Linked DNA regions of Mus musculus: regions 2, 3, 4, 5, 6 and 7 are each linked to region 1. A link is a contact called in public Hi-C, HiChIP or PLAC-seq, Micro-C and capture Hi-C data. All regions are on one chromosome and are shown on one strand. The core of a region is the stretch at or near the end of the contact, and the rest is flanking DNA. Distances in the headings are between cores, read along the strand shown. Region 1 holds the start of Tarbp1 (TAR RNA binding protein 1). Region 2 overlaps Gm31718 (a long non-coding RNA gene). Region 3 overlaps Gm31718 (a long non-coding RNA gene). Region 4 overlaps Gm46072 (a long non-coding RNA gene). Region 5 holds the start of Tomm20 (translocase of outer mitochondrial membrane 20). Region 6 overlaps Gm31718 (a long non-coding RNA gene). Region 7 holds the start of Slc35f3 (solute carrier family 35, member F3).

Region 1 (3,750 bases), core at 177-2,676:
GTGGATTTCTGTGAAATGATGGCCAACGAGGGCAAGACAGTAATTGTGGCAGCACTGGATGGGACCTTCCAGAGGAAGGCTTTCGGCAGCATCTTGAACCTGGTGCCCCTGGCGGAGAGTGTGGTGAAGCTCACCGCTGTGTGCATGGAGTGCTTCCGAGAAGCTGCCTACACGAAGAGGCTGGGTCTGGAGAAAGAGGTGGAGGTGATTGGCGGAGCCGACAAGTATCACTCCGTGTGCCGCCTGTGCTACTTTAAGAAGTCTTCAGCCCAGGCTGCTGGGTCAGACAACAAAGAGAACTGTCTGGTGCTGGGGCAGCCGGGAGAGGCCTTGGCTGTCAAGAAGCTCTTTGCCTCTCAGCAAGTCCTACAATACAACTCTGCCAACTGAGGGGACCTGGGGCCTGCCAGCTCCTACCCAGGTTGGACTCTCAGAGAGCAGGGGGAGCGCGGGCCTATCATTCCTAATGGACACTGTGCCTTGAACGGGCTCATCCATCGTCCACTCGCTGAAGCCGTTTTCAGTTCCCTTCTTGATTGCCAAGATGCCTCAATGCAGGCTGGAGCCCAGACCCTGCCTGGTGGCTAGGGGTCCCGCGTTCAGCCAAAGGTGAGGACAGAGCTGTCCACCATTGTGACACTGGTGGGGCTAGTTTCTTCCTTGTTGGTGGCTGGGTTTCAGTCTCAGAGCCCCACCCTCACCAAGGCTCCAGGCCTCTCACAGCTCCCCCATTTATGCCTAAACATTCTCTCCTCAGAACCCCAGCTCTTAGTGAGCCACTTTTCTTGTGCAAAGTGAACAATATTAAAGTTTACTACTAATGAAAAAAAAAAAAGAGTCAGGCTCTCTCACTGGACCTGGAACTGATCTCAGCCATACTGGCTCATCAGCGACTCGGGGGAGTCGGGGAGGGGGGGGGCGGCGGGGAGATGTGTCTCCACCACGCAGGATGGTAGTTACCTCTCCATGGGATCCTAACTCAGATGTTCATGCTTTCATAACATGCCCTTTTCCTACTGACCAATCTTCTCAGCTCTCATAACTTATTTTCAAAACATAAATCCAGATTTCATTTGTGATCCATTGTTTTAGAGACTTTGTGGTAACTCTTAACATGCACCCTTTTAAAAAGCAGCCATCTGGGGGGATTGCAGGATATCTATGTGAATTTAGGGCCAGCTAGAAAATTTAGGCCCTAGGCCTATTTCCAATCGGGAACTTCGGAACTGGTGTAATACTATGTCTGCAGCAACTCTTTTTACTAAAAACTGTGAGTGGCAGGAGGCATCACACTCCCAACAAAGTTGAAGGAACCTTATGCGGTCCTATGCCGGGCAGGGTATGTGTGGGTGGGAACCTCTCGCCGCGCACGCGCACTCGCGCTTAGGGTGGCCGGCGCACGCGCACAGGTCTACTCCCCGCGAAATGGAGCGGGTGTTGGCGGACGCGCTTCTAACGCAGAGTCGGGAGCCCGGCGAGTTGCTGGGCGCGCTGTGCGGCGGGGAGGCGAGTGCGGAGCGGGCGGAGACCCTGCGCCTGGTGCTGCAGCGGCTGGAGGAGCGCGGCGCGGGCGCCGGCGCGCTGGCCAAGGCGGCACACGAGGTGGCCAGGGACCACCTGGTGCCCTTACTGCACGCGTCCCAGGGCGGAGGGCCTGCGAGGCCCCGCGTGCTCCGAGCGGCGAGTGCGGCGCTGCGCTCGTGCGCGCGCCTGGCAGGACCGGAGCTGGCAGTCACTCTGGCCGAAGAAGCGCTGCGCGAGCTGCCGAGCGCGCCAGCCGTGGAGCTGCTGGCCGCCGTGGCGCCGTGTTTACGCGCGCCGGAGGATGCCCCGCTGCTGCGTCGCCTGGGGCGCGCGTCTGTGGAGCTGGCGCTGGCCGGGGACGCGCCGCCGGCCGTGGGAGCGCGCCTGCTGCCCGCGCTGGCACAGAGCGCAGAACCGGCTCTGCGTGCGGCGTGGGACGCGCTGAGCTCCGCGGGACCGGGAGCTGAGGGCAGCACTGGGCCAGAACTGCTGGTGCTGAGCGCACTGGCCGAGAAGCTGCTGACCAACCATGAGCGCCACGGGGATCTCGACGCCCGTCTCTGCGGCCGCTTCTGGAGAACCGTCCAGGCGGGGCTGGGCCGCGCGCAGGACGGGCTCACGCGAAAGCGCGCGCGCTACCTGCTGCAGAGGGCTGTACAGGTGTCTGCAGAGCTGGCGGTGGACTGCTCCTGCAGCCCCCAGGACACAAAAGGTACCCACTTGTCTCTCTAAAAAACAAAATTGTGTGTGTGTGTGTGTGTGTGTGTGTGTGTGCGCGCGCGCGCGCGTGCCTGTGTAAGTTTATGTGCATCACGTGCGTATGCTTGGGAGGGCATCAAATCCCCTTGAGCTGGAGTTAAAGGCAATTGTGAACTACCTGATGTGTGTGTTGGGAGTCAAACTCCAGTCCTCTAGAAGAACATCAAGTGCTCTTAACCCCTGAACCATCTCTCCAGACTGGCACCTACTTATCTCTTTGCCCCAGCCACACTCTGCTACCTCAAACCAGCCTTCAAGGGGCGTCCACCTCATCCTGAGCGGATTTGACACTTGCATGTGGTACCCTACACCGGCCTCCTCCTGCACTTTGGGAAAAGTGGACCCAGTGAAGGTTAAGATATCGCACACGCGGTAGCATGCTCTGTGTAAAACCAAGCCTGCTCCACGCCTTTACATCCTGATAGAAAAAAAGTTGACATCCGTATCAAACTGAAAGAAGGGTGCTGTGTAACCCAAGTTAATGTTTGAAACTCGAGGTACGGAATCAAATATTAATCCCTTGACATTCCCTTTAGGAATATTAGGAGCAGGGTTAGTTAGTGCTTTCTAAACATAACCCTTAAGTCATCGTGTGTGCTTGCGCCCAGGCCTAAAGTCAACAGGTGTTGTCCTTGATTATTCTCCATTTTATTTTTGGGCCAGGGTCTCTCTCGCTTGCTCTCTCTGAATCTGGAACTCAGGATTCAGACGCTTTCTTTCTGAAGTTTGGAATTGTGTTTCCTCATGGTCTCTGCACATTTGTGGTTTTGTGGGTGATCCATCTTTCCTGTCTCTGCAGGAATGCTCTCTTGGGGCCTCCTGCATTCAAAGCAGAGCTGGGACTGTAAACAGCTTGGTTTTGTCTTTAGGGCTTGAGTGATAGTTTGCTCAGGTCCAACTTCTATGGGGGAGACATTTCCATCCACATTTTAAAGGCTTCCATCCATCCATCTAGAAGCTGGAGATGCTACTCTTGTTGTTTTGAAGTTGAGATAATTCTGGATCCTGCTCAAGGGCAGTCTGTGACTTCTCTATAGGGTACCAGGGGTTTAGGGCCCTGGCATCCTGGAACCTCCTTTTTATCCATGTGCACCTACACAGTCTGGAAGTCAATGAGCTTTGATTTGGGGAAGTTTTCTTGAGTAATCAGGTGGTTATTTCTTCCCTTGCTTCCTTTTTCCTTCTCTCTTCTTGACTTGGAACCTCTGGGACTTACCATTTGTCTGTTTGTCTTAGTTATTTTTTCTGTTGCTGGAATAGAGACTATGGCCAAAAGAAACTTGTTGAGGAAAGGATTTATTTCAGAACACTTCTCTCAGGTCACACTCCATCACTGAGAGAAGTTAGCAGGAACCTGGAGACAGGAACTGATGCAGAGATGATAGAGGGGTGCTGCTTATTGGCTTGCTCAGCCTACTTTCTTAGACAATCTAGGACCACCTGCCCAGGTTTGGCACCACCCACAGA
Region 2 (3,705 bases), core at 772-3,271, 410 kb before region 1:
CAGCCTGGCCAATGGTCACTTTAAATGGAAAACAGTCCCAACTCAGAATTTCAGTGTTTGGGCCAAGATGTTAGTCAGAACTCTAAATTTTAACATCTCATTCCCTTCCCCGCTCCAGCTGAGCCTGCTTAGGCCTGCATGGGAAAGGGGCAAGGCTGGTTGTCCCCCAGACCCTTCTTGTCTGGCTCTGTTTCCCATTTCCCTGCTTAAAAGGTTGGAGGAAGGCAAGGGGCCAAAGGGCCAGGGCAGTCCTATGGGGTGGAGAGGGTTTGAAGGGGGTGGCATTTTTGAGTATGGCTGAAGTAGATACCTGCCCCCGGCCCTTCTCTAACCCCCTTCTGTGTGGCCACTCGAGACCTTTTCTACCTTCATCTTCTTCCTGTGCTGGGAATGGAGCCCAGGTCTTTGGCTAGGCAAGGGCTCTGCCACTGTCTGGTATTGCCAGCCTTTCTTACTGAAACAAGGTCTCATTGGGCTGTCCTTGAATGTACTCTGTAGCCCAAGTATGCTTTGTGTTCATTTTCTTCCCGCCTCAGCCTCCAGAGTAGCTAGGATGGTAGGTCTGGGTCTCTAGACAGGGCTTACCTGTGGTTCCTCCCTGTGGGGTTCCTACCTTTTCTGGTAGCTCCATGACTCAGGCACTCAGTGGTCCATACTAGCGTTCTCTCTTGACCCAGACCCTGACTAGACTGGCCCTGACAAGCACTGAGGCAGAAATTGGCCCAACCCAACACTTGCTTCTGGTTCTGACACTCAAGCAGGTAGTCGTCAGCTTCTGTATAATGAATGATGTCCTCTTGGCTGCTGTCACAAAGAGACATAAGACAGCAGTTTGTTCTCTCGCGGTTCTGGAGGGCAGAAGTTTGACGGCACTTTCGTTTGGCTGTGTCCACGGAACTGCATTCCCTCCAAGGATCCAGGGAAGGACCCACTTTGATCCCTTCCAGCTGGGGGTGGGTGGGGTGGGGTGTTGTCTGCCATTGATTAGTTTGTGGCCTCAGCTCCTCAACCACCACTTCCCTTAGGCTCCTGTGTTTGAACGCTTGGTTGCCTACAGATGGCGCTGTTTGGGAGGTGTGGAAACTTCAGAAGGTAGAGCAGCTCAGCTGGAGGGAGTGGCTTGGTGAGAGTGGGAGTGGTGGTGGACTTTAAGTTTTAAGAGCTACCCTCTTCTGGTTTATGTATGAGGTGTCTTCGTCTGCCCATGCTCCCATGCTTGGTCAGCAGAGACCTTCTTGCTCGAAGCTCTGGAGGCTGGAAGGCTGAGGTCAACGTTTCTGTGAGGTTCCTTTCTCCAGAGGCTTTTCGCTGTGGTGCTTTCTGACTGCGCGTGGGATGTGACTATCCACCTCACGATTGTGCCGCCACAGTGGCAAGCCACCTTTGCCTCCTGCTCTCCTTCCCCTCTGTGGTGGATTGTATCCTCTCGACTGTGAGCCAGAATAAACCTTTCCTCACCGAAGCTGCTTTCAACAGGTATTCTGTTGCTTTCAACAGGTATTCTGTCACAGCAACTAAGGAAGTAATTGATACACTTGGCCTCTGTCTTTTTGTTTGTTTGTTTTGTTTTTGTTTTGTTTTGTTTTGTTTTTTTTTTGTTTTTGTTTTTCCGAGACAGGGTTTCTCTGTGTAGTCCTGGCTGTCCTGGAACTCACTCTGTAGACCAGGCTGGCCTCAAACACAGAAATTCGCCTGTCTCTGTCTCCCAAGTGCTGGGATTAAAGGCGTGTGTCACCACTGCCCGGCCTCTGTCTTTTAAGTACACAAGTCATTGTATATGGGGGCTTTTGCCCTTCTCAGTTGTGAGGCACCTGGGATAACTGTTCTATCTCACAGTCCTTATTCGTATTTGCAAAGACCCATTTCCTTAGAAAACAAAACCAACCAACCAACCAAACAAACAAACAAAACCCCCACCAGATTCCTCACATTTACAGGCCTCAGGGACCTTTGCCAGCCTACTGCAACCCTATTTAGACTCTGAGGTCCTGGCTGGCAAAGGGCCTAGTCTTCTCTGCTCTCATTAAAGGGCATCCTGGGGTAAGCTCTGCCACAGTCTGATGTGCAGGGACAGTCCCCACTTCCCTCTAGGGAGCATGGATTTCTCCACAGACACATTCCTCAGAAGAGCCTCCCCTCAAACTCTGACCCCCAAGTGGCTGGCACCTTCCATTCTACAAGGGAAGGGGAGGGTGCGTGGCGGCTCCAGACTCTACCCTGCTGCAAGGGATGTGGCATGCTCTGTCCAGTCTGTCACCTTTACTATGGGGATATTGGTGGTGATGATGCCCAGATTTGTAACCTGGGCTGTGCAAACACCAGGGAACACAGAGAGGGACCACCAGGAGGCTGTGATCAGCCACAACTCACCCCCTCACAAGCCTGCCCCCCCAACCCCCCAAGTTTCCAGGCTTGCGTTTGTGCTCCTTGAGCTATGCCGTTTGTTCTCCCTCGTGGCTGACCTCATTCTGTTTTCTTTGCCAGTGGTTGAATGACGCAGGCACTGCCATGTGACCATGAGATGCTAATGACAAGCAAGGCAGACACAGACATCCTTCTTGGGGCTTGCAGCTCATGAGGTGTGCTGAACCAGAACTCTCCTGCTCTGTGACTTAGCAGTCTGTGATTTGATAAGGAGGCCCTGCGTGTATGAGTGCCGCCGAGACGGACAAGCTGGCTTGGGAACAAAACACACTTATGTTTTAAAACTCGGTCCAGCTTTTTGGGGAGCGGGGGGGTGGGGGTGGTTAGAGGGAGGAACAGATTTGTTTGGGAGGCCCTGGAATGTTCAGATAATAAATCCCTTTATCTCTTCCTCCACCTTAGCAATGGAAATGAGCAGCCTGTCTCTGGGAGGCTAAAGGAAGGATTTTTTTTTTTTTTTTTTTAAAGCACCAGCCTTGGGCTAAATCCCTAAACCAGTGTACAGGGCTGGATATGGTAACCTTCATTCCCAGAGTTCCACGGGGGAAACTGCATCTTCTAGAAGAGGAGCTAAGAAGCGTCAAGGGTGTGCAAAATGGCAGTCATCAAAGGCTGAGCTCGCTCAAGGGTCTTACAGAGTGTCTGGGTTACTACTTTCTTTTTTTGAGGTGTTTCTATCACTCCAAGCCTTCCATCAATGACTGAACACAAATTTCAAGTCTTCTCCTAGTCTGTTACCTTTTGTATGTGTGGGTGCACATGCACGTGTGCAGGTAAGATGCATGGGTGCAGAGGATGACCTCAGGTGTTATATCACAGGCGCCAGTCGTCTTTTTGTTCTGAGGCAGGGTCTCTCACTGGCCTGGAAATCATCTAGCAGGTTAGGCTAGTGAGCTTCTCTGGGTCAGGCTGATCTCTACCTCCCTAGCACAGTAGTCATCACCACACTCAGCTTTTTTTAAAATGTGACTTCTGGGAATTGATCTCAGATCCTCATCCTTGAGTGACAGGCACTTGAACAATTAAGCTAGCTCCTTGGTCCTCATCAGATTCTTGGTTCTCTGAACCAATTTACTATTGCTTTAAATGAGGATCTTGTCTGGTGCCTTTTATTTGGGTAACTGAGGAAGATTTGGGGACAATCTGAGAGGCAGATTCCCTTCAGCATGATCAGACTGGATTAGGTACTAAGGCTCCCATAGCAAGACTGCATAGACCAGGTAACTTAAAAAGCAAACATTGATGTCTCAGAGCTTTAAAATGTACACACCACTCATGCAG
Region 3 (3,844 bases), core at 1,109-3,608, 430 kb before region 1:
TCCCAAGATTACCTAAGTACACTGCCTGTATACCTGGTACCACCTTCTTCTCCTTCTCCTTCTCCTTCTCCTTCTCCTTCTCCTTCTCCTTCTCCTTCTCCTTCTCCTTCTCCTTCTCCTTCTCCTTCTCCTTCTCCTTCTCCTTCTCCTTCTCCTCCTCCTCCTCCTCCTCCTCCTCCTCCTCCTCCTCCTCCTCCTCCTCCTCCTCCTTCTCCTCCTCCTCCTCCTCCTCCTCTTCCTCTTCTCCCTCCTCCTCTCCCTCCTCCTCTCCCTCCTCCTCCTCTCCCTCCTCCTCCTCCTCCCCCTCCCCCCTCCTCCACCTTCTTCTTCTTCTTCTTCTTCTTCTTCTTCTTCTTCTTCTTCTTCTTCTTCTTCTGATTTATTTATTATTATATGTAAGTACATTGTAGGTGTCTTTAGACACACCAGAAGAGGGCATCAGATCCCATTACAGGTGGTTGTGAGCCACCATGTGGTTTCTGGGATTTGAACTCAGGATCTCCGGAAGAGCAGTCAGTGATCTCAACTGCTGAGCCATCTCTCCAGCCCCTATTTTTTAGTTTTACATGTTACATTTGTCTACATGTATGTGCACTCTGTGTATGCATTACTCACGGTGGCCAGGAGAGGGTATCGTATCCCTGGAAACTGGAGTTGCAGATAGTTGTGAACAGTAAGGAACTTGAGTCCTTTGTGAGTGCAGCAAGTGCACCTGACAGCTAAGCCATCTGTCCAGCCCCACCTTGTGTCTCCTTAAGAACCTTGTTCCTGTGGAGTAATGGACTAAAAGCACATCAGCACATCCATCACCTTGGATTTAACCTGCCAACTGACATTTCTGTAACTCTCCAGTTGGTCAGGTGAGCACTTTGATTCCTGAGCCCTTTTTGTTTGTTTTGTTTTATTTTTGTTTTTTTTTTCTTTCTTTCTTTCTTTTTTTTTTTTTTTTTTTTGAGACAGGGTTTCTCTCTCTGTCTGCCCTAGGACTCACTCTGAAGGTCAGGCTGGCCACTTGCCTCTGTCTTCTGAGTGCTGGGATTAAAGGCATGCACCACCACTGCCTAACCAATACCCGAGTCTTTAAAATCCTGGATGTGTTTATGTCTTTTTGCCTTTTGATCTTCTAGGCTTGAAATTTCTAAGCATTATCAAAGTCCTCAAAATGACCTCAAAAGTCTGTCTCTAAAAGGATTTTTGCTTGGCTGCACGTGGTGGGGGCTGCTTCTCTGTGGAGAAGCTGTGCTGGCTCCTGTGTTTGTAATGGTGTTTGTAATGGGGCAGAAAGACAGAGCCACAATTCGCCTGCTATGTTTTCCTGAGTTTTGATTGTACTGAACGTTATCTACACCACACACACACACCTCGTACATACGTGCCTATGACAGACTCTCATTTTTTCCTGAATATTTAAGCGTTTCAATATCAAGACCATCTGTGTGATTGCAGAACTGGGTGCTGGATGATGGGCGGGTAGCAAACCCAGCATGTCCCAAACAAGGGGATAATTCACAACCTAAGTGTGGTGTCCTGGAGAGTAGGGACATCACCTTATGTGCCTTAGTTGTTTACTTCTGGGGCTTTCCCATGAGGTAGCTTCACACTATGGGTGGGAATGAGTGTTGGTAAATGAGAGCACTCTGGGGCTAGAGGCTGCTATGTGTGATCCTCTCATACTGTGCATGACAAACATCCGAAGGCAAGACCTACCTTGGTACAGAACAGTTTCTGGTGCACTCCATCACACGTGGTGGATGCTCAGTAAGTGTGCTGAAGTTAGCCTTGGAATAGCTCAGGTACATCCAAAGGAACTTGGTCTTCAGGAACTTCTTACAGCTGATAACAGCCAAAGAGGCACACCAGGCAGGATCCTGGGAACTCTTATATTTCCCTGTATGTGGCTGGAAGACTCTGATAATTGGCCATGTCATATCCTCACACTGATCCCTTGAGTTTCATTTTGCTGAAGGAGATGTGATCTGCTGAGCTTGTGTAGCCAACCCAGCCGACCGTTGGGACCCTGGGGCTCTCCTCGATCTTACCGGCATGCTTGCTTTCAGCCATGTGCAGCTGTGTGATGTGTGTATGTGCAAACAGTAGAGCCCTGTGTGTACACACACTGTTTAGAAAAGCAAACCAAGGTCTGCGGAGGTAGTCCAGTCACGGGCGGCTGAGTGTTTGTCACAAAAGCATGAGAATCAGCATTTTGTCTTCCAAGGCTGATCACTAGCCTCGATGGGCATACACCTAGGTGTACACACACACACATGAACACGGACACACAAGCCACACTGTCTAAAACACTGTGTCCATTGGTCATGGTCAAAGGCAATTGATCTATGTTCCTTCCTACTGGACTGTTGTTTCGGTGATGTCTCAGGTAGGACATGCTCCTACCTGGGGCTTTGGAGTGAGTTCTAGTTTGGCCCAGTACACTGGTCGGCAGCTGCTGGGTGGTTGTGGGAGAAGTTTTGGGATACAGAGTATCAGGACCCCCCAGGTAGCTGTTAGTCACAGCACAGCTGGTGGCATGACAGCTCCTTGAGTTCTTGTGGTCACTAGCTGTGCTGCGAATGGAATAGTGTAGCACTAGGCACTCAGCAAAAAAAAGAAAAAAAAAAAAAAAAAAAAAAGGATCCCACACAGCTGCCAGCCTCCACGGAACTTGTCCTGGATGCTGGTCTGACTTTGCCCCGAAGCCAGATGGGGGGTTAACTTTTCCTCTCTTCAGCTGACAAGGTTAGTCATTGCTGACACCCGAGTCTTTCTCATTTTCCAGAACAATCCCTATAAACAGGTCATGAGATATGTCACATGTTTGGTGCCAAATTCCTTTGCTGATACGTGTTTGTATTTTGCATATTCAGGTGGTTCAAAGGCTGGCCTCCCTCCTGTGAATGCGCACCCCTAGGTGCTTCCTCTGTTGGTTGTAACCTTTGCTCCCAAGCCTTTCTTTATCCAGGGTGAACTTTACTCTTTTACCTATCCGTCTACCTCCCACCTCAATTATCACCAAACCCTTTCCAAAGCAGGTGTTCTGCTAAGTCCAGGGGCGTAAAGCAAATGGAGTTTATAAGAAGCAAGCATAGGGCAGTGCTGAGAACTAAGTAGCCTGGACCATCACTGTACTGACAGCTTTCTAAGCAATGTGAGCACCCGGAGCTGCTCAGTCTCCTTCCAAAAGGAAGTGTGTCTTCATGCAGCTGGCCACCAATCAATCAATAGGAAGTACTTAGTATACAAGTATGAAGCACCAAGGGCCTTCTGTCAGACAGGTTATGCCTAGGTGCAAGGCTCGGCACTGGGCCTGATGTATACACCTGTAATCTCAGCAACTCATACAGATTTGTAACAGTTGTGTTCTGTCTGGCTGACTCGGTGAGACCCTGTGTCGAAATTTGAATTTTAGAAAATCTAGAAAGATGTAGCTCAGTAATAGAATGCTTGCCTGTCCTATGCAAGACCCTGTATTCAATCTCCAATACTGAAAAATCAAAACTAAATAAGCAAATAAAAAAATACAAGTATGCTTCTTACAAACTAATGCTAGCATCATAATAGTTTGCATTAAAATGACTTAGTGAAAGGTTTATTTTAAAAAATTATCTTTATTAAAGTGTGTGTATGTGTGTGTGTGTGTGTGTGTGTGTGTGTGTGTGTGTGTGCGCATGTGAGTGCAGGTGCCTTGGAGAAATGTTGGATTCTTTGGAGCCGGAGTTATAGGTGTCTGTGAGCGTCCTGATGTGATTGCTAGGAATCTAATGCTGGTTGGTTCTCTTCAAGTCGCTCAGCCACATCTCCAGTCTTGAGAGCAGTGGTTCTCGACCTGTGGGTTGTGACTCCCCGA
Region 4 (3,554 bases), core at 86-2,585, 400 kb after region 1:
TCCTTTCTAGAATGGGGGAAGATGGATTATAAGGACTAAGATTGCTCAGCAGGGTGAATTCCAGAAGGGCTAAGAACTACAGCACACAGCACATTTCAACATGCCCGTTACTGCACTAAGGTTGAGCTTTCACTACATCAGGGAAGAAATTATCTGCCTTGAGATCTCGTGTTCTATGGAGGAGTAAATAGACAATAGAAGTGTTGTATCATGAAACCTCCTCATTTCCCTGGGCACTTCAGTTAAAAACAACAACCATTTGCTTCAGAGGCAACACATTCTTATAAAGCAGATATGGAAACTTAGAAACTTAAGCTCAGTAACCAAAGAAAATTCATTCTGTGAATGATTTGTTATGGGGAGGGGCTTAAGGGTGGTTCTGATGCTAAGGTCATGTTCCCCAATTGATTCTTGATGAGGACAGGGCGGGACACTTAGAGTTTCGAATGAGGATGCAGGGATCTGGGTAAGAAGGAGGCAGTAGCTGCAGGAGATAAAGTTGAATGGCCAATGACCTATCCAATTGTGCCTGAGGTGGCAGGGGAGATTTAGCAGTGCCCAGTCTTTGAGTTAGCAAAGGCATTTTAAGAGTAACTGGTGTGTGTGTGTGTGTGTGTGTGTGTGTGTGTGTGTGTGTGTGTGTGTAATTTGGGTGGGGGCTGGTAGTGTACAGTTTGCCTGGAGCTTAAAGCGGGGTAGCAAAGGCTACATGCAACAAGCATGACTTGACACAACCTCTGAGAAGGTCCTCTGGGAAGGAAGTCTCCATTAAAGGATTGGTCTGTGGGAGAGTCTGTGGGGGCTTGATTACTGGTGTAGGAGGGCCCAGTATTTTATGGGCTGCACCTTTCCCTGGGCGGCTGGTCCTTACTGTATAAGAAAGCTAGCTATGCATGAGCCTGTGAGGAATCCAGCAAACAACATTCTCTATCGTTTCTGCTCCAAGTTCTCTCTGGACACATATGGCCATACAAATTCCAACAGGTATGTACAGATTTGTGCACACAAGACACATGTACATATGTGCATGTTTTGAAAATAACATAAAATAAAAGAAAACTATAGATGGTAAAAATGTCAGATGCACACTTATAGAATTGGAATGGAGTAGCTAACAGCTCTGGGGGCTGCCGCTTGCCTCAAGACCAGTCTAAGCAAGAACAAGATGAGAAATTATGACTTACTGGAGTACCCCAAGGCACTCATATCACAGGAAGGAAGGGTTAGAATTGCTGAACCCCAAGCAAAACATCTGCCCTCTGTCCACCATGAGAGCCAGAACAAAAACCAGGCCCCAGAGCTCTCAAACATCCCAACTATCAGCAGGGAAATCTCAGTGATGTGAGGTGTTTTTTTTGCAGACTGAAGGCCTCTCTGGTTTTCCTCTCCTTTTTCATAGTCTTTAGAGGTCATTGCAAATTAAACAAGGGTGCATGGCCTCTGTGGTTTTGTGGTTTTTAAAAACAAATTACATAAAAGAAAAAAAAAAGGTGGGGGCGACCATGGAGCTGCGTCAAAGAGCACAGGACTTTCTGTACAAGTGTGAGAGCCTGAGTTTAATGCCCAGCACCCATGAAAAAGCTGGGGGTGGCTGTGCATGCTCCTAAATCAGTGCTGAGATGGAGGAGCAACTGGGACTCAGGAGCTTGCTGACAAGTCAGTCCAGCAGAAATGGCAACCTCTAGGTTCTGTAACAAAAACTGAAGTGGGAAGAGGACAGAGGAAGACACTGCAGGCAAACACATGAGCCTGTGTGCACACAGGCACACACACACACTCACACACAGAGACACACAGACACACACAGAGACACACACACAGACACACACACAGACATACACACAGACACACACACACACTCACACACAGAGACACACACACAGACAGACACACACACAGACACACACACAGACAGATACACAGACACACACACACAGAGACAGACACACACGCGCACACACACACACACACACACTATTTTAGCCTGCCTCAATTGCTACTAGGAATTGTTGGACTGGAGAGGAGGTTTGGTTGTAGGAGATATTGCTGTTCTTGTAGAGACCCGTGTTTGGTTCTGACATCAGGAGATTTAGAGCCTTCTGTAGCTCCAGGGGACACAAGCCTCTGGCCTCTGTGGACAGCTGCACTCACATGTACATACCAACACACAGGCACACACCAGCAAGTAATTAAAAATAATATATGTAAATATCAAAAAAATAATTGTTTGTCTTACTTCTTCCTGCTCTCTTTATTCATGTCTGTGTCATTTGTTTATATAAAACTCAAGCCTCTATATATGTTTGTGCCCTGTTGTAAACAACCACAGAACGTGCTTTCCCTCAGGAATCTGAATAGATTAAGTCAATATTTTCAATGGCTGCATTCCAGCCATCATTCAGAGGCGCCCCATCTGGAACTGTCAACCTTGTGCACATTCATTTGTTTGTAGTTTCCTACCTGTGTGTGTAACATCAAAACAAACACCTTTGAGGATGCACGTCTACCGAAGCCAGGGATGGCCTTCTGAGACATCTGAAGCCGAGCTGTATCCTTGCCATGAGCTCTCATACTCATCTCTGCCCTGACAGTGTTTCTTTACTGACACTCCCCCCACTGCTGCTGCTTCCTTCTGGTCTCATTCTCCCTATGTAGGGCACCCACACCGACCACAGTGTTTATGTGCTCCAATATCTTAGTGTAAATAGCTGGCATGGTAAAACTTCCCTTCAAAACCCTAAAAAGACAGCAGATTCTAAAGCCATAAAAGGACCATTTCACTGGCCATCTTAACTGACATTTAATTCAGGTTATGGGTGAATCCAAACATCAATGACTGTATTGGTTACTGGTCTCAGGCTTTGACCAGATAGTGGACACAAGGCAAGGCTAGGAAAGCAGGACTTGTCTCGGCTTAGAATTTAAGAAGAGCATCGTGGCAGGAAGGCATAGTTTCAGGGACATGAGGACCAGTGACATTGATCCTCCATAGTCAGGAAGCAGAAAACACACAGGATTTTGTCATTTTTGAACTGGTTATTTGTACTCATAGTTGAGTAAATAAATTCAAGTAAATTGAATCCTGTGTGGAGTCACACATCTACAGGATAAATTTGGGGTCACAAGTTTTGTGGGTGGGTTGGTATCCCTATCACTCCAGGGAATTCCTGCCTGGCTACAGGAGTGCCCTCTTCAGGTTCCATATCCCCCTGCCGTGGGTCTCAGCTAAGGTCATCCCCCATTGATTCTTGGGAGCCTCCTCTATCCTGGGTCTCTGGCATGTCCTCAAGATGCACACATCCTCCTTCCCCATCCCCACCAGCTGCAGATTTCCGTTCATTCTCGTGGCCATCTGACCATCTCTTCTGTCTCTCCCCACACCTGATCCTGAACCCCATTCTGCTCTCTATCCCCTCTCCCACCCAGTTCTGTCCCTGCATATGCCATGACTATTTTATTCCCCACTTCTAAGTGAGATTCAACCATCTTTGCTTGGGCCTTCTTTCTTGGTTAGCTTATTTGGATCTGTGGAGTATAGAGTATGTATCCTGTAC
Region 5 (3,528 bases), core at 198-2,697, 470 kb before region 1:
TGATGTGAATGTGGAGGCCAGAAGAAAACTCTGGAGTTTTCTCCTTCCAAAGCATGGACTCACTCAGCCATCTCACTGGCCCTAGATACTTTGGAATTCGGTACTGTGTAACTGTTGAAATTCCTCCTTTAGAATGTGTGTGCTACTATGATTGTGTAAATCATTAAAAAATGTATTTTGTAGGAAATTTTCTAAAGATGCTTAGTGTAATTTCTTGGTACGTTCTATCTGATAAAATACTTAATAGCCACAAGACTATGTATATAAGTGGTCAAGAGTGGATAGAAGTTGGCTTTGTTATAAAAGTGCTGGCTAAGTACTGATTAGTCATGAGTATGAAACATTTTTTTCTTGTAAACTTTTTTTCTCCCTTAACATAGCTTCAAAAAATCCTTAAAGGGGCTAGAGAGATGGCTCAGCAGTTAAGAGCACTGGCTATTCTTCCAGAGGTGCTGAGTTCAATTCCCAGCGACCACACGGTGGCTCACGACCATCTGTAATGCTATCTAATGCTCTTTTCTGGTACGAAGGTGTACATGCAGGTAGAGCACTCATATGCATAAATGAAAAAAAAAAGCATTCTTACAATGAGAGGTGCAGGAAAGGCTTGCATCGGCTACCTCTTATCACTGTACCCAATTCTCAGAGACTGCAGCATAGCTTGTCACTGTCCCAGGTTTCGATGTTTCCTCAGTGAAGGGAGCAGTTGCTGTACCAGACTGCCTTTCCTTCAAAAGCCAGCCACAAGTGTGGTGGGTGGGTTCGAGCATTAGTAACGAGCTGGTTGGGAATCTTGATGGGGGTTGTGGAGGAGGGAGAGAACGACAAGACTGCAGTTTAATGACGGCACAAATCAGGGCCACCCATAGACTTTTTTTTTTTTTTTTTTTGCCCTTCTGCATTCCTTACAGGTTAAATTTTTTTGAACGAATTAACCCATTTTTCTTCTCCGCACCAGGGCTACATCATAAAATTATTTTGCAGTCAATCATTGTGTCTAATCTCAGTCACAACGCAATTTACAAAGCAAATACTGCCAGATCAGGCGGCTCAGGTCTTCCTTTAAAACCACAGCTCAGAGGATGAGGCAAAAGGATTGCAGGTTCGAGGCCAGGGCAGACTACACAGCAAGTTCCAGACCCTACTATGCTACAAGGGGAGAGCCCGTCTCAAAAACCTAAAAAGCAAACGCATGCACTTCAAGTCACAGGCTTCCTGAAGGACACAGTGAGATGAGATGCTGTTCTCAGCCGGCTCCCACCTTCGTCTTTCATTAGCAAGGACAGTGGATTAGAGGCTTCTGACTCAGCACGCCACAAACACGTGCTGCCCCTGACCCCCTGGTCACGGGATGACGCACAAATCCTTCTGCAGTGCACGCCCCGCCCCCAGCTTGGCGTCTCAGCCGCGCAGACTGGGTCCATCTGCGCGTGCGCACCAGGCGTTCCCGCGCAGGCACCGCCGCGGACAGCCCGCCGCGGACCTTCCCCCGGGGTCCTCGCGCGCCGGAAGTCCTCGCGCTCGGCCTTTTCCGTCTGGACTGGAGGCAGGCGGCTGCGAGCGGCCGGCGTGCTCCGATCGGTCGGAGCTAACCGCTGCCAGGCGGGCTGCCGCGGCCCGGCGTACGCCCCAGTCGAGCGAAGATGGTGGGCCGGAACAGCGCCATCGCCGCGGGCGTGTGCGGTGCCCTCTTCATCGGGTACTGCATCTACTTCGACCGCAAAAGGCGGAGTGACCCCAACTTCAAGAACAGGCTTCGAGAACGTGAGTGGGCCCCGCGCGCCCCCGAGTGCTCCCCGGCGTCGCGCTCTTGCGGCCAGGGTCCCGCCTGTGCCCGCGGGCCTCCATCTTGGAGGCGACCTGGCTCCATCTTGCTGGCGGTGGAATGCATGCTGATTCGGGGGAGGGGTAGCACTTTTTTGCCTTTCCCCAGCTCTGTAATTCTGGGGGATGGGGGGTGGGAGACAGGTCTTTAGCTCAGGTTAAGGTGGTTATCCTCCAGTTTCAAGGTCTCACCACGCCCAGCTCCATTCCCCCCCACTCAACTTGTGTTGAAGACAGGGTCCTCCTGTGTAGCTCAGGCTGTAACCCGCGCTAGCCTCGACCTCGTGGCAGCCAGCACCACCACCACCTCCCCAGCCCCCCGCTTCAACCTAGTGCTGTGATAACAGGCACGAGCCTTTCTCTATAACAGTCACCGTTGAAAACAATCATTCTTTATGTGTGTTTACGACAGGGGACTGCTGCAGTTGGTAGGTCGGCTTCGAACTCTTGGTGCCTCTCATTGCTAGCTTTTCAGACGGGTGCCTACCCCGAAGGCGGTGGTGCTCTATTCAGCAAACCCGTCGACGGTGCTGCCCCAGCACTAGCACAGTGGGGTGTCGTCCTTGCATTCTTAAACCCTCTTGGCAGCTTTGCTCTGGTGCTTCCAAGATATGAGTGAATGCTAGACAAAGTGCGGGGGAGTCCAAAGGGCTGCGCTCCTCACGTGGCTCAGTCTTATTTCATACCTGCGACATCTTCAAAGAGTTTTACCGGAGGGAAATCTTGGCACGCCTTGGGAAGTCATGGACATGTGATCCACCCATGAATTTACAGAGACTCTTTATTTTTCAATATATAGTCTGAAAGCACATTTGTTGGAATAATCTGGCCTTTTTTGTTTCGCTTTCTTGGGGGCTGCAGTCAGTCAGTTACTCCATTCTCTCGAATTTCTAAATGAGTTTTTTAATTTTTCGTAGTTATATATGGTCGGAGACTAATGAATTAGACGTACATCCTTTAATACTCATTATAGGACTTCCAGGACTTTTTGAGCCCGTAGGCCCCAAGTAGCCTCATCGTTTTCTTCACGTGGGGAGATAAGGAGAGTGTGTTTTTGTCCGATGGCTAGGTAGAGTAATGCGAAGAATGCATCTTGGATTTATAGACTGCGTTTTGGGGACCAGATTGCGTACTGACCAGCAGCATTCACTAAAAATCTCCTTAACTGTAAAGTACGGTGGTACAAGCTGCCTCTTGTTGGTTAGGTGGGATAAGTACTTGACCTACGGAAGGCTCCATAAATGCGGACTGTTAAGTGTGACTTTTGGGTCCACAAGTCTACTCAGTGTCTTGGGGCTGTGGGTCTACACATTGGGAGACAGCTAAGCAGGCTGATTGATTCCTTTGGAAAGCCTTGGTGGAAATCTTGAGAAAGTGGTTTTGGTTGAAGAAATAAGTTGTTTCAGGAAAATTATGGTTGTTTAAAACTTTTGAAGCCGGGCGTGTTGGTGCACGCCTTTAATCTCAGCACTCGGGAGGCAGAGGCAGGCAGATTTCTGAGTTTGAGGCCAGCCTGGGCTACAAATTGAGTTCCAGGACAGACAGGGCTACCCTGTCTCCAAAACAAAAACTTTTGAGGCAAGCTCACTCTGCAGACCTGTCTAGCCTGGAACTCAGAGATAAACCTGCTTCAGCCTCCCAAATGGTAGGATTAAAGGCGCGGCAATAACGCCCTGCAAGGGTGTTCTTTTCAAAATCATCTTT
Region 6 (3,787 bases), core at 288-2,787, 330 kb before region 1:
CTGCTGTCTCTCTGTTTATCCTCTAGAGAACCTGGCTCCAAGCACATCTGGGCCTGAGAGAGTTTGTCTGTTGAGAAGCATGTGCGGCAATACCTGGGACATAGGACAAGGGTCCGTCTTTTGGTGTTTCGTAATCGCATTGAAGCAGGCAGATGGTTTTTGCATAAAACCATGTAGTAAATGTTTTCTGATTTGCATCTCATATGTCTGGTCCCAACTGTTCAGTGTGTTCTCTGTGTGGTTACATAGCCACGGGTGAATGGCATGGCTGTATTTCAGTGAAACTTTGTGTACAAAAACAGATGCCGACCGGATGGATTTGGCCCATTTTTTTTCACTGCCTACATTTTTCCTGAGCTGCTGCAGGGCAGGAATGCATTCTTGGTCATTTTGGTTGCCCAGACCTGGTGTGACTCACAGTGAGCTTCACTAGCAGGTGCCAAGTGATCTTCTAGCTGTGAGCATCTCTCAACCTGAGCTGCCTGTGGATCAGGAGGGCTCAGAGGATGCCAGCATCTCTCCCAACTCTGACACGCAGCAAGGTGGGCCCAGGGAAGAGGAGAGAGAATGATGATGATGATGATGATGAAGGAGAAGGAGGAGGAAGAGGAGAAGGAGGAGAAGAAGGAGGAGGAGAAGGAGGAGGAGAAGGAGGAGAAGAAGGAGGAGGAGAAGAAGGAGAAGGAGGAGAAGGAGGAGGAGGAGAAGGTGGAAGAGGAGAAGGAGGAGGAGAAGGAGGAGAAGAAGGAGGAGGAGAAGGAGGAAGAGGAGAAGGAGGAGAAGGAGGAGGAGGAGAAGGAGGAGGAGAAGAAGGAGGAGAAGAAGGAGGAGAAGAAGGAGGAGAAGGAGGAGGAGGAGAAGGAGGGGAAGAAAAAGGAGGAGGAGAAGGGGGAAGAAAAGAGGAGGAGAAGGGGGGAAGGAGGAGGAGAAGAAGGAGAAGAAGGAGAAGAAGGAGAAGGAGAAGAAGGAGAAGAAGGAGGAGGAGAAGGAGGAGGAGAAGGAGGAGAAGAAGGAGGAGGAGAAGAAGGAGAAGAAGGAGAAGGAGAAGAAGGAGAAGGAGGAGAAGGAGGAGGAGAAGGAGGAGAAGAAGGAGGAGGAGAAGGAGGAAGAGGAGAAGGAGGAGAAGGAGGAGGAGGAGAAGGAGGAGGAGGAGAAGGAGGAGGAGAAGGAGGAGAAGAAGGAGGAGAAGGAGGAGGAGGAGAAGGAGGGGAAGAAAAAGGAGGAGGAGAAGGGGGAAGAAAAGAGGAGGAGAAGGGGGGAAGGAGGAGGAGAAGAAGGAGGAGGAGGAAAAGGAGGAGAAGGAGGAGGAGGAGAAGGAGGAGGAGGAGGAGAAGAAGAAGGAGGAGGAGGAGAAGGAGGAGAAGGATGAGAGGAAGAGGTTGAGTCTGAGTCTGAGTCTGGGGTGATGAGCCCTTGAGGGGTGCTGGCTAGGGAATAAAGAGAATGTGAACATTCTGGTGGTTTGCTGAGAGTGGACAGAGAAGCCAACAATGGTGGGTGTTTGGATTGGATGATGGCCAGAGTGTGCCCACACAAGTTCATGCTTTAGAAGTTTGCTCTTCAATGGAGATTAATCATTTCACCCAGTCCCTGCCTGACTCCACAGCTCTTCCAATACTCTCCCACACCCCAGACTTACTCACTGCCCAAGCCTGCAGACCAGACCTAATGGGAGATGAGTGGTCAGCGGTGGTCTTGCCTGAGAGAGATATTAGTGTAGTTCTCCTGATAACCTTCTTGGTTCTTGAGAGATGATTTTTAATAAAGGAGAAAGACTGGTCCCTCTCCCATTTCTTTCTGTCTTTCCATGTGATTTTCCCTTGATGTCATCTTCTGTGATCTGGCATGCTCAGGGAGCCTTTTCCAGAGCTGACACTATGCTCTTGAACAACATTGTGTGAAATAAACATTTTTTTTTTAAATAAAGTACCCTGGCATCGGTATTTTTGTTATAACAATAGAAAATCGACTCATACAAAGGTAGACTAGAAAATTGAATAAGGCCTGGTAAGCCACCTTAGGTTGGTAAATGGTACAGGTATGGCAGAAAAACAAAGAACACACTAAAGGAGTCCTTCCTGCCTTGGAGATTGACTGCAACAAAGTTACAGAACCAGTCTCTGGACAGAGGAATGCCTTCCAACGGGGAAAGGGTTTTGTGGACAGGGACTAGGGGCAGATCTCAGCAGTGACCTTCCCCAGCTTCATTTTCTCTCTCATGGACACTGTATTTCTGGTGTCCAACCACCACACACTTTTGGGGACCATTGATCCCAAGGGCAAAAGGAGTTGGAGGATGGCATGGCTCTCAGCACATGGCGTTCTGGCCTCTGTGCGTTGCCTGGGGGAAGACAGAGATGTAGTAACAGCTCTCTCTGGTGATCTCAGCTCTGGGGACACAGGTCAAATTTGGAAACCATTCTGCAAACACACATAGGCCCCAGTGAATGTCTTTTTTCTAGGACAGAGGTTGTAATACATGCGTACTGTTTTGATGAAGTTTATCGTCAGAGGCTTGACAAGTGGGTGTAGGGATAACAGAGCCAAAAAAAAAAAAAAAAGGAAAGAAAGAAAGGAAGAAGGAAAGGAAGGAAGGAAGGAAGGAAGAAAGGAAGGAAGGAAGGAAGGAAGGAAGGAAGGAAGGAAGGAAGGAAGAAAATCAGGATAGTTTCTCATTTGGGGACAGAAAGCTAAGCTAATAAAGGTCCCAAGCTAAAGGGGAATGACTAGAGGGGACAATGTGGGACCATTTTGGAGAAAGTGCAGCTCCATTTGCTCAAATACGTTTTACTGAGGAAGCCACCAGCCACAACAGTGTGAGCGGCCATCATTACAGAGTTGCTCCCCAGACTTCCCCTCGTCTACTCACCCATGTTTGCCAAGTACCAACCTCGGGCTGTTATTGGCATCCCACCACAGTCCTGTGAACACTACATCTGGTGCAGGTTTGTATGTACCCAGACCACTTTGCCTATGACCTAAACAAAAGTGTCTCTAGCTGCTCATCACCATCTCCTAAAGGTAATGGAAGGATGGCTCCTCATTCTCTCCCTGCCTTGGACCATGGCCTCTGAGAGGGTACTGGTTCCTTTGTCCCTGAGAAATGAGTAGTCCAGCCAATGCCTTTTATGACCTGCAACTTGGTCCCTATACTCTGGCTTCTATGGATCTGACAGGGAATGGTCAGCTGTAAGGATTTAAAAGAAAAAAGCTCTGGAGCTGTATGTGTGCATGCTCTAGGGGGCATGTGAGTGCCAATTGGGGTTCTGGCCAGGTCTCTTGAGAACTGTGGGTGCCACACACACATGGTTTGGTTGAAGGACAGAGGACAGAAGGGGCGGGGTGTTTGGGGGAAGAACAAAACGTTCATCCCGTTTAGCTTCCAGGAACATGAGGGTCAATGTGTAAAAGATGAAAGTCATCCCTTGCCAGCGAACCTCACCGATTGCACAACTTCCTACAACCCAGCTTTGGAGCTGGCCCTTGAAGAGAATGTCCCAACCTAGTGGCAATGGATTCAGGAACTTGGGGAGATGATGACATTCGTTCAGAGGTTGTGGTCCTCTGAGCCAGGTCACTTCTCCTGGCTCTGCTGCCTGTCACAGCCTAATAATAGCCATGGGACACTTTGGAACTTTAGAGTGACTGTGTTTAGCCCTCACGTTGGTGTGGACTGTCATGACATGGAGGACAAATGACGAGGATCAGCCAGGCTGCTCCCTGTGAGCACCTGCCAGCTACTGCATGTACAGTCAACAGGGCTTTTGACTTAATCTTCACTGCAGCC
Region 7 (3,860 bases), core at 1,008-3,507, 340 kb after region 1:
AGTTATTCCTTCAGAGAAGCCTCTGAAAGATGGTGTTTATAATATTGCTGGTGTCACAAGTGACTTGTGTTCCATGTGGCCCTTCCTAGGTCTTACTACAAAGTATGTTGGAGTCTTTATAATAGAGTCTCCTTGCCCAAAAGCTGCTCACCAGCTCCCCCACAAATCACAAGCCTCAGCACAAGAGCACAGAGCCAGCCACGAAGGGAATCATAAAAATAAACCTTATCCTGACTTCGGAGCCGAGAGATGACTTCCCGAAGCCTGTAATTTACAGCGTCGTCTTCATTATAAATGCAGAGAACTGAGACACAGATCACAGAATATTTATTTTCTAACTGAAGTTTGCAAAGCAGGAAATCTGGGGGATCCCCTCCACACCCTCAGGAAAGCTAGGTTCTGAAAGGTTCCGATTCTTGCTACCCTTTGCTCAGTGGCTTTCAGTGACAGACAGCTTCCTTTTGCAATGAAAAGTCAAACCGTGTGGCAGAATCAAAGATGCGGGGTGTTCAGGGGGGATATGGGCATATCAGAAAGCTTTGTACTAGGTTACATACAATCACCACAGACCTTTAATCTCAAATCGGGCCATTGAAATCAAACACTCAAATACCATGCCCTTTATTACAAATAGCAACACAAGACCAAAGCCAACTGCTTGGACTTGAAGGTGTTAAGAATAATTCATGTAAAGACAAGCTCTTACTGGTAAATATCATCAAATTATAAAACAAATGTCTAGTGTTTCCCCTTAAGGGAAAACCAATACATTGTGTTGTAATTCCAAGCAACAAAAGGTTAAAAAATATCTTTCAGAATTATCAAGCTGTTGGTCTAGACTTTCTTACAAATGAATGAGTCATGCTTCCTTCTCAGACCCACCGAAGGAGTGAGCTGCAATCTTTTCCCAGTGTCTAACTACAGAGGCATAACTCGGGACCCTGGTAATATCTCAAACAATATCTTGAGTTTGTATTGGCAAATCTCTACCTTCCAAAGAAAACAAAATAGATGTCAGCAAGTCAGTCCTGCCTGCACAGGTAGTTTCTTCATGCCTCACCATTGCAGCCAAGGTCATCAGCTGAGGCTCAGGGTGAAGTCTGAGGTACCCCAACCTGGCCCCAAGAACTCATCTTCCGGAAACTCAAATACCTAGAAAGATCTGAACAAAATCCTCTCGCTTAGGACCCATACAATCCTAAACCAAAGAGACGGAGCTAGATCCAATGAATCTTTATCACTTCTCCTGAGAGATTAATTAAATTCCAGGCCCAAGGGCTGAGTTCTCCTGAGCTAACTGCACCAGGATCCAATGAGAAACCCACACAGACCAGTTCTCTGAAGCAGCTCTCACTGATAGACACAACAGGCTTACCCTCAGAATCACTCAGAAGTGGACACAGGTCAGGGAGGTGTCAGAGAAAATGTAACACAAAGCCCCCTCCCCCTCTCTCCCTCCCACCTCCACCTCTGCTTTCAGGACTTGAGAAACGCCTCCAGGCCTCTTCATCAAAGTTGCCTATCTGCATGTAGAAGAGAGGGTTCAGTGAACCATCCCTGTGCGCTTCCCTGGTAGCTGTGTCTCTGGCAGGGAGACCACTAGTGGGCAAGGGAATTACGGGGGAGGGGGGGTCTTACTTTTGTAGCTGGTCGCCCAGGGCTGGTAGCCATAGTAGCCTGTGATGCGCAGGATCCGCTCCTCGATGGATGTGAGTCCCACCGGTCCACTGGTGAGATCCTCCACAGAGCGAGACCATTTCAGATCCTCCTTGATCGCCTCATCCACCACCAAGTACTTGAGCTGCCGGAGCTGAGGACTGATGTCGGACAGTCTCCGCGGGCTGACGTCCGGTGACCTCCTCATGCCACTGAGGCCGCGGGAAGGCGGGATGAGTCAAGGGCAGAGAGGAGGAGATGTCAGTGAGGACTGGTGAGGACCCACGGCTACTCCCCTCGCGTTGCTTGCCATGTGCCCTGCTCCCAGGAACCTCGGCGTCGGGTCCCGCGCCCTACTCTGGGCGCCTCTGGCAACGTGAGCTAGGGCGAGTGGCCCGGAGATGCTGCTGAAACTTCCCAAGCTCCGCCACACACGACCGTCCCTCTGTCCCTCCCTCCCACCAGGAGAGCAGCAGTGCGGGTTAGGCAGGGTCGCGGATGCCCGGGGGCTACCTGCCTGCTGCCCTCCCGCGCCTGCAGCTCTACTCACACAGCAATGCTCTTGGTCCTGGAAGCGCCGCCGGGAAACTCTCGGATCCCCATGGGCGGCGGCAGCGAGTGGCCCGGGGCGCCCAGGCTGGAGCCGAGGGGAGCCGCGGCCGGAGCTCCCGGCAGCCGCCACAAAGGTCTGGACGCCCGTAGGTCGCCCGCGCCCGCTGCCCGGAGCCGGTGGCAGAACAGCGCCGCGCCCCTTGCCTGCCACCGCCGGCGCCCTAGTACTCGCGGTCACGGACGCCCAGGCTCCGGAGAGCGCGCCCGGTAGTGCGCTCCGGAGCCACCGGGACGCGAGGCTGTGGCGGCCTCGGCGCGCGTGGACCTGGCGGGGACGCGCGTTCAGATCCTCGCAGCCCGGAGTGTGCCAGGCTCCGCAAGCTCTGCAACCTTAGGGCGCGGGACCTGTCACGGTCCTGGCGTTCTGGTTTCGACACGTGAGTCTCTCGGTCTTTCCCCCCAACACCCACCCCAAACACAAACGCGCGCGCGCCACCCCAAAGAGCGCTGCTACTACGAAAGCAAACAGCAAACTAACCTGGCATTTCACAGTGCACACTAAGTGGCTTATTTAGAATAGGTGGCAATTGATTTGCTGGATCAAGCCCAGTCCTCAGCTCACACAGCTCAAGGAAAAGGGCACTAACTGCTTCAGTGCCCTCTACAGAGACTGTCGTCCTACCTAGCTTCCGATCAGTTTTTGTGTCTTGTTCCTAAGCCATTCTAGACCTCCAAATCACCCTCCATACTGCTCTTCTGCACTGAGCGCAAAGTCAGAAAATACGCAGATATATAAGAGAAGAAAAATAGCCTTATCACGTCCCGAAAGGTTACTATGAATTATAGCTAGATTCTATTCCAACATTTTTCTGAGTGTGAGATACATTTCCCCCAAGAGATCAAACCGCCTGCGCTACTTTATGTATTACTTTAGGAAAAGATATATTGTTCCTCCGAGAACTGGGAATAGAATAGAACTCACTTCCTCAACTTGCTGAACTTGCTGAAACCTGCTGCAAACAGGTAAGAAACTCCAGTTTTCCTGCTGGGAGACAACCTAGGGCTTCCTACCTTTGCTGTGCCTCTACAACATCTTACCGGCAGTCCTAGACAATTAAATTACACAAGAAAGGGAAGACGATGGCTGCTACATAGGAAGAAGTGAAAGAAAAAATGAAGTTGTCTTCCTAGATGACAGCCAAGCAGATCTGGAAAGTCTCAGAGCTGACCAAAACAAAAAACAAAAAAACTTCGGAATTAATAACTGTGATGTCAATCTTGATTGTCTGTCGATTTGATGTTAGAATTACCATGGAAACAAACCTTTGGGCATGTCTATGAGGGAGTTTTCAGATATGGGCAGCATCATTCCATGGGCTGGGTCCTGGCCTGATTAAAAAGGAGAAAATGAGCTGAGCATTTGTGTTCATCTTTCTCTGCTTCCTGTCTGTGGATACCTCGTGACCAGCTGCTTTTGTCTGTGGATACCATGTGACCAGCTGCTTCTGTCTGTTGACACTATGTGCCCGATGCCCTGTGGCTACCTCGTGACCAGCTGCCTCAGGCTCCCTCCACCAGGTCTTTTTTTTTTTTTTTTTTTTTTTTTTTTTTTTTTTTTTTACCACAATGGACTGAGTGTATTTTTAAACTGT

What was found. A called contact is a pair of places that touch in the nucleus more often than the background predicts. HiChIP or PLAC-seq counts read pairs in DNA pulled down with a chosen protein or histone mark. Capture Hi-C pulls out chosen DNA fragments and counts their contacts.
Region 2: a contact with region 1 is called in an H3K4me3 HiChIP or PLAC-seq map of stem cell-derived neural progenitor cells, with 21 read pairs. The contact joins the enhancer-like site here to the promoter of Tarbp1 in region 1. A contact is called at or near these places in 8 of 39 promoter capture datasets (embryonic stem cells, hematopoietic stem and progenitor cells, neural stem cells and 3 more), 3 of 15 datasets of contacts at CTCF or cohesin (the NIH/3T3 cell line, pro-B cells and stem cell-derived epiblast-like cells), 3 of 484 Hi-C or Micro-C datasets (bone marrow-derived macrophages and embryonic stem cells), 20 of 115 datasets of contacts at active chromatin or transcription factors (the 230-238 cell line, craniofacial prominence, embryonic basal ganglia and 14 more) and 2 of 9 other capture datasets (adipose tissue and macrophages).
Region 3: an HNF4G HiChIP or PLAC-seq map of pancreatic cancer cells shows a contact between it and region 1. The contact joins the enhancer-like site here to the promoter of Tarbp1 in region 1. A contact is called at or near these places in 7 of 39 promoter capture datasets (3T3-L1-derived adipocytes, embryonic stem cells, epiblast stem cells and 2 more), 9 of 484 Hi-C or Micro-C datasets (the CH12 cell line, bone marrow-derived macrophages, embryonic fibroblasts and 4 more), 23 of 115 datasets of contacts at active chromatin or transcription factors (the 230-238 cell line, bone marrow-derived macrophages, craniofacial prominence and 15 more) and 4 of 9 other capture datasets (adipose tissue, liver, macrophages and 1 more).
Region 4: a Hi-C map of uterus shows a contact between it and region 1, with 17 times the contacts expected there. The contact joins the enhancer-like site here to the promoter of Tarbp1 in region 1. A contact is called at or near these places in 14 of 39 promoter capture datasets (the 3T3-L1 cell line, the C10 cell line, the HPC-7 cell line and 9 more), 22 of 484 Hi-C or Micro-C datasets (the 63-12 cell line, the AML12 cell line, the Ba/F3 cell line and 17 more) and 2 of 115 datasets of contacts at active chromatin or transcription factors (pancreatic cancer cells and stem cell-derived neural progenitor cells).
Region 5: a capture Hi-C map of macrophages shows a contact between it and region 1, with 6 times the contacts expected there. The contact joins the promoter of Tomm20 here to the promoter of Tarbp1 in region 1. A contact is called at or near these places in 16 of 39 promoter capture datasets (the C10 cell line, the HPC-7 cell line, the SN4741 cell line and 12 more), 1 of 15 datasets of contacts at CTCF or cohesin (the NIH/3T3 cell line), 8 of 484 Hi-C or Micro-C datasets (the HPC-7 cell line, the MNK3 cell line, bone marrow-derived macrophages and 4 more), 38 of 115 datasets of contacts at active chromatin or transcription factors (the 230-238 cell line, CD8 T cells, DN3 thymocytes and 25 more) and 4 of 9 other capture datasets (adipose tissue, liver, macrophages and 1 more).
Region 6: a contact with region 1 is called in a FOXA1 HiChIP or PLAC-seq map of pancreatic cancer cells. The contact joins the enhancer-like site here to the promoter of Tarbp1 in region 1. A contact is called at or near these places in 2 of 39 promoter capture datasets (embryonic stem cells and hematopoietic stem and progenitor cells), 1 of 15 datasets of contacts at CTCF or cohesin (the NIH/3T3 cell line), 3 of 484 Hi-C or Micro-C datasets (bone marrow-derived macrophages, embryonic stem cells and stem cell-derived neural stem cells), 13 of 115 datasets of contacts at active chromatin or transcription factors (the HPC-7 cell line, differentiating embryonic stem cells, embryonic stem cells and 5 more) and 3 of 9 other capture datasets (adipose tissue, liver and macrophages).
Region 7: a Micro-C map of embryonic stem cells shows a contact between it and region 1, with 1.6 times the contacts expected there. The contact joins the promoter of Slc35f3 here to the promoter of Tarbp1 in region 1. A contact is called at or near these places in 5 of 39 promoter capture datasets (embryonic stem cells, hippocampal neurons, stem cell-derived epiblast-like cells and 1 more) and 3 of 484 Hi-C or Micro-C datasets (cerebellum and embryonic stem cells).

Annotation. Positions count from the first base shown.
Region 1 is chr8:126,472,741-126,476,490 of GRCm38.p6, reverse strand. It overlaps Tarbp1 (TAR RNA binding protein 1), which reads left to right and starts at 1,426. Exons shown (of 30, transcript NM_001159907.1): 1 at 1,426-2,236. The coding sequence starts at 1,426. It also overlaps the pseudogene Gm6091.
Region 2 is chr8:126,883,142-126,886,846 of GRCm38.p6, reverse strand. The region is part of intron 1 of Gm31718 (a long non-coding RNA gene); the gene reads left to right. Among named protein-coding and RNA genes, the nearest start is that of Gm31718, 23 kb to the left of the region's middle. Within about 2 kb of position 2,021, at least 153 of the 459 cell types and tissues checked have an H3K27ac peak or open chromatin away from gene starts, as enhancers often do. A contact at or near this core is called in adipose tissue, bone marrow-derived macrophages, embryonic basal ganglia and 7 more, where this site is marked.
Region 3 is chr8:126,902,380-126,906,223 of GRCm38.p6, reverse strand. All of the region lies in intron 1 of Gm31718 (a long non-coding RNA gene), which reads left to right. Among named protein-coding and RNA genes, the nearest start is that of Gm31718, 4.1 kb to the left of the region's middle. Within about 2 kb of position 2,358, at least 32 of the 459 cell types and tissues checked have an H3K27ac peak or open chromatin away from gene starts, as enhancers often do. A contact at or near this core is called in hepatocytes, liver, pancreatic cancer cells and 1 more, where this site is marked.
Region 4 is chr8:126,077,527-126,081,080 of GRCm38.p6, reverse strand. The region is part of intron 1 of Gm46072 (a long non-coding RNA gene); the gene reads right to left. Among named protein-coding and RNA genes, the nearest start is that of Gm46072, 6.4 kb to the right of the region's middle. Within about 2 kb of position 1,335, at least 2 of the 459 cell types and tissues checked have an H3K27ac peak or open chromatin away from gene starts, as enhancers often do. A contact at or near this core is called in uterus, where this site is marked.
Region 5 is chr8:126,943,840-126,947,367 of GRCm38.p6, reverse strand. Tomm20 (translocase of outer mitochondrial membrane 20) reads left to right here and starts at 1,447. Exons shown (of 5, transcript NM_024214.2): 1 at 1,447-1,764. The coding sequence starts at 1,644. LOC115486982 (a long non-coding RNA gene) reads left to right here and starts at 1,771. Exons shown (of 2, transcript XR_003947623.1): 1 at 1,771-3,528. It overlaps LOC115487043 (a small nucleolar RNA gene), which reads left to right and starts at 2,388; the gene lies at 2,388-2,521. Rbm34 (RNA binding motif protein 34) reads left to right here. Exons shown (of 11, transcript NM_172762.3): 11 at 1-196.
Region 6 is chr8:126,807,256-126,811,042 of GRCm38.p6, reverse strand. The region is part of intron 7 of Gm31718 (a long non-coding RNA gene); the gene reads left to right. Among named protein-coding and RNA genes, the nearest start is that of A630001O12Rik, 40 kb to the left of the region's middle. Within about 2 kb of position 1,537, at least 29 of the 459 cell types and tissues checked have an H3K27ac peak or open chromatin away from gene starts, as enhancers often do. A contact at or near this core is called in adipose tissue, pancreatic cancer cells and stem cell-derived neural stem cells, where this site is marked.
Region 7 is chr8:126,137,522-126,141,381 of GRCm38.p6, reverse strand. Slc35f3 (solute carrier family 35, member F3) reads right to left here and starts at 2,257. Exons shown (of 8, transcript NM_001363500.1): 1 at 2,207-2,257; 2 at 1,639-1,868. The coding sequence starts at 1,864.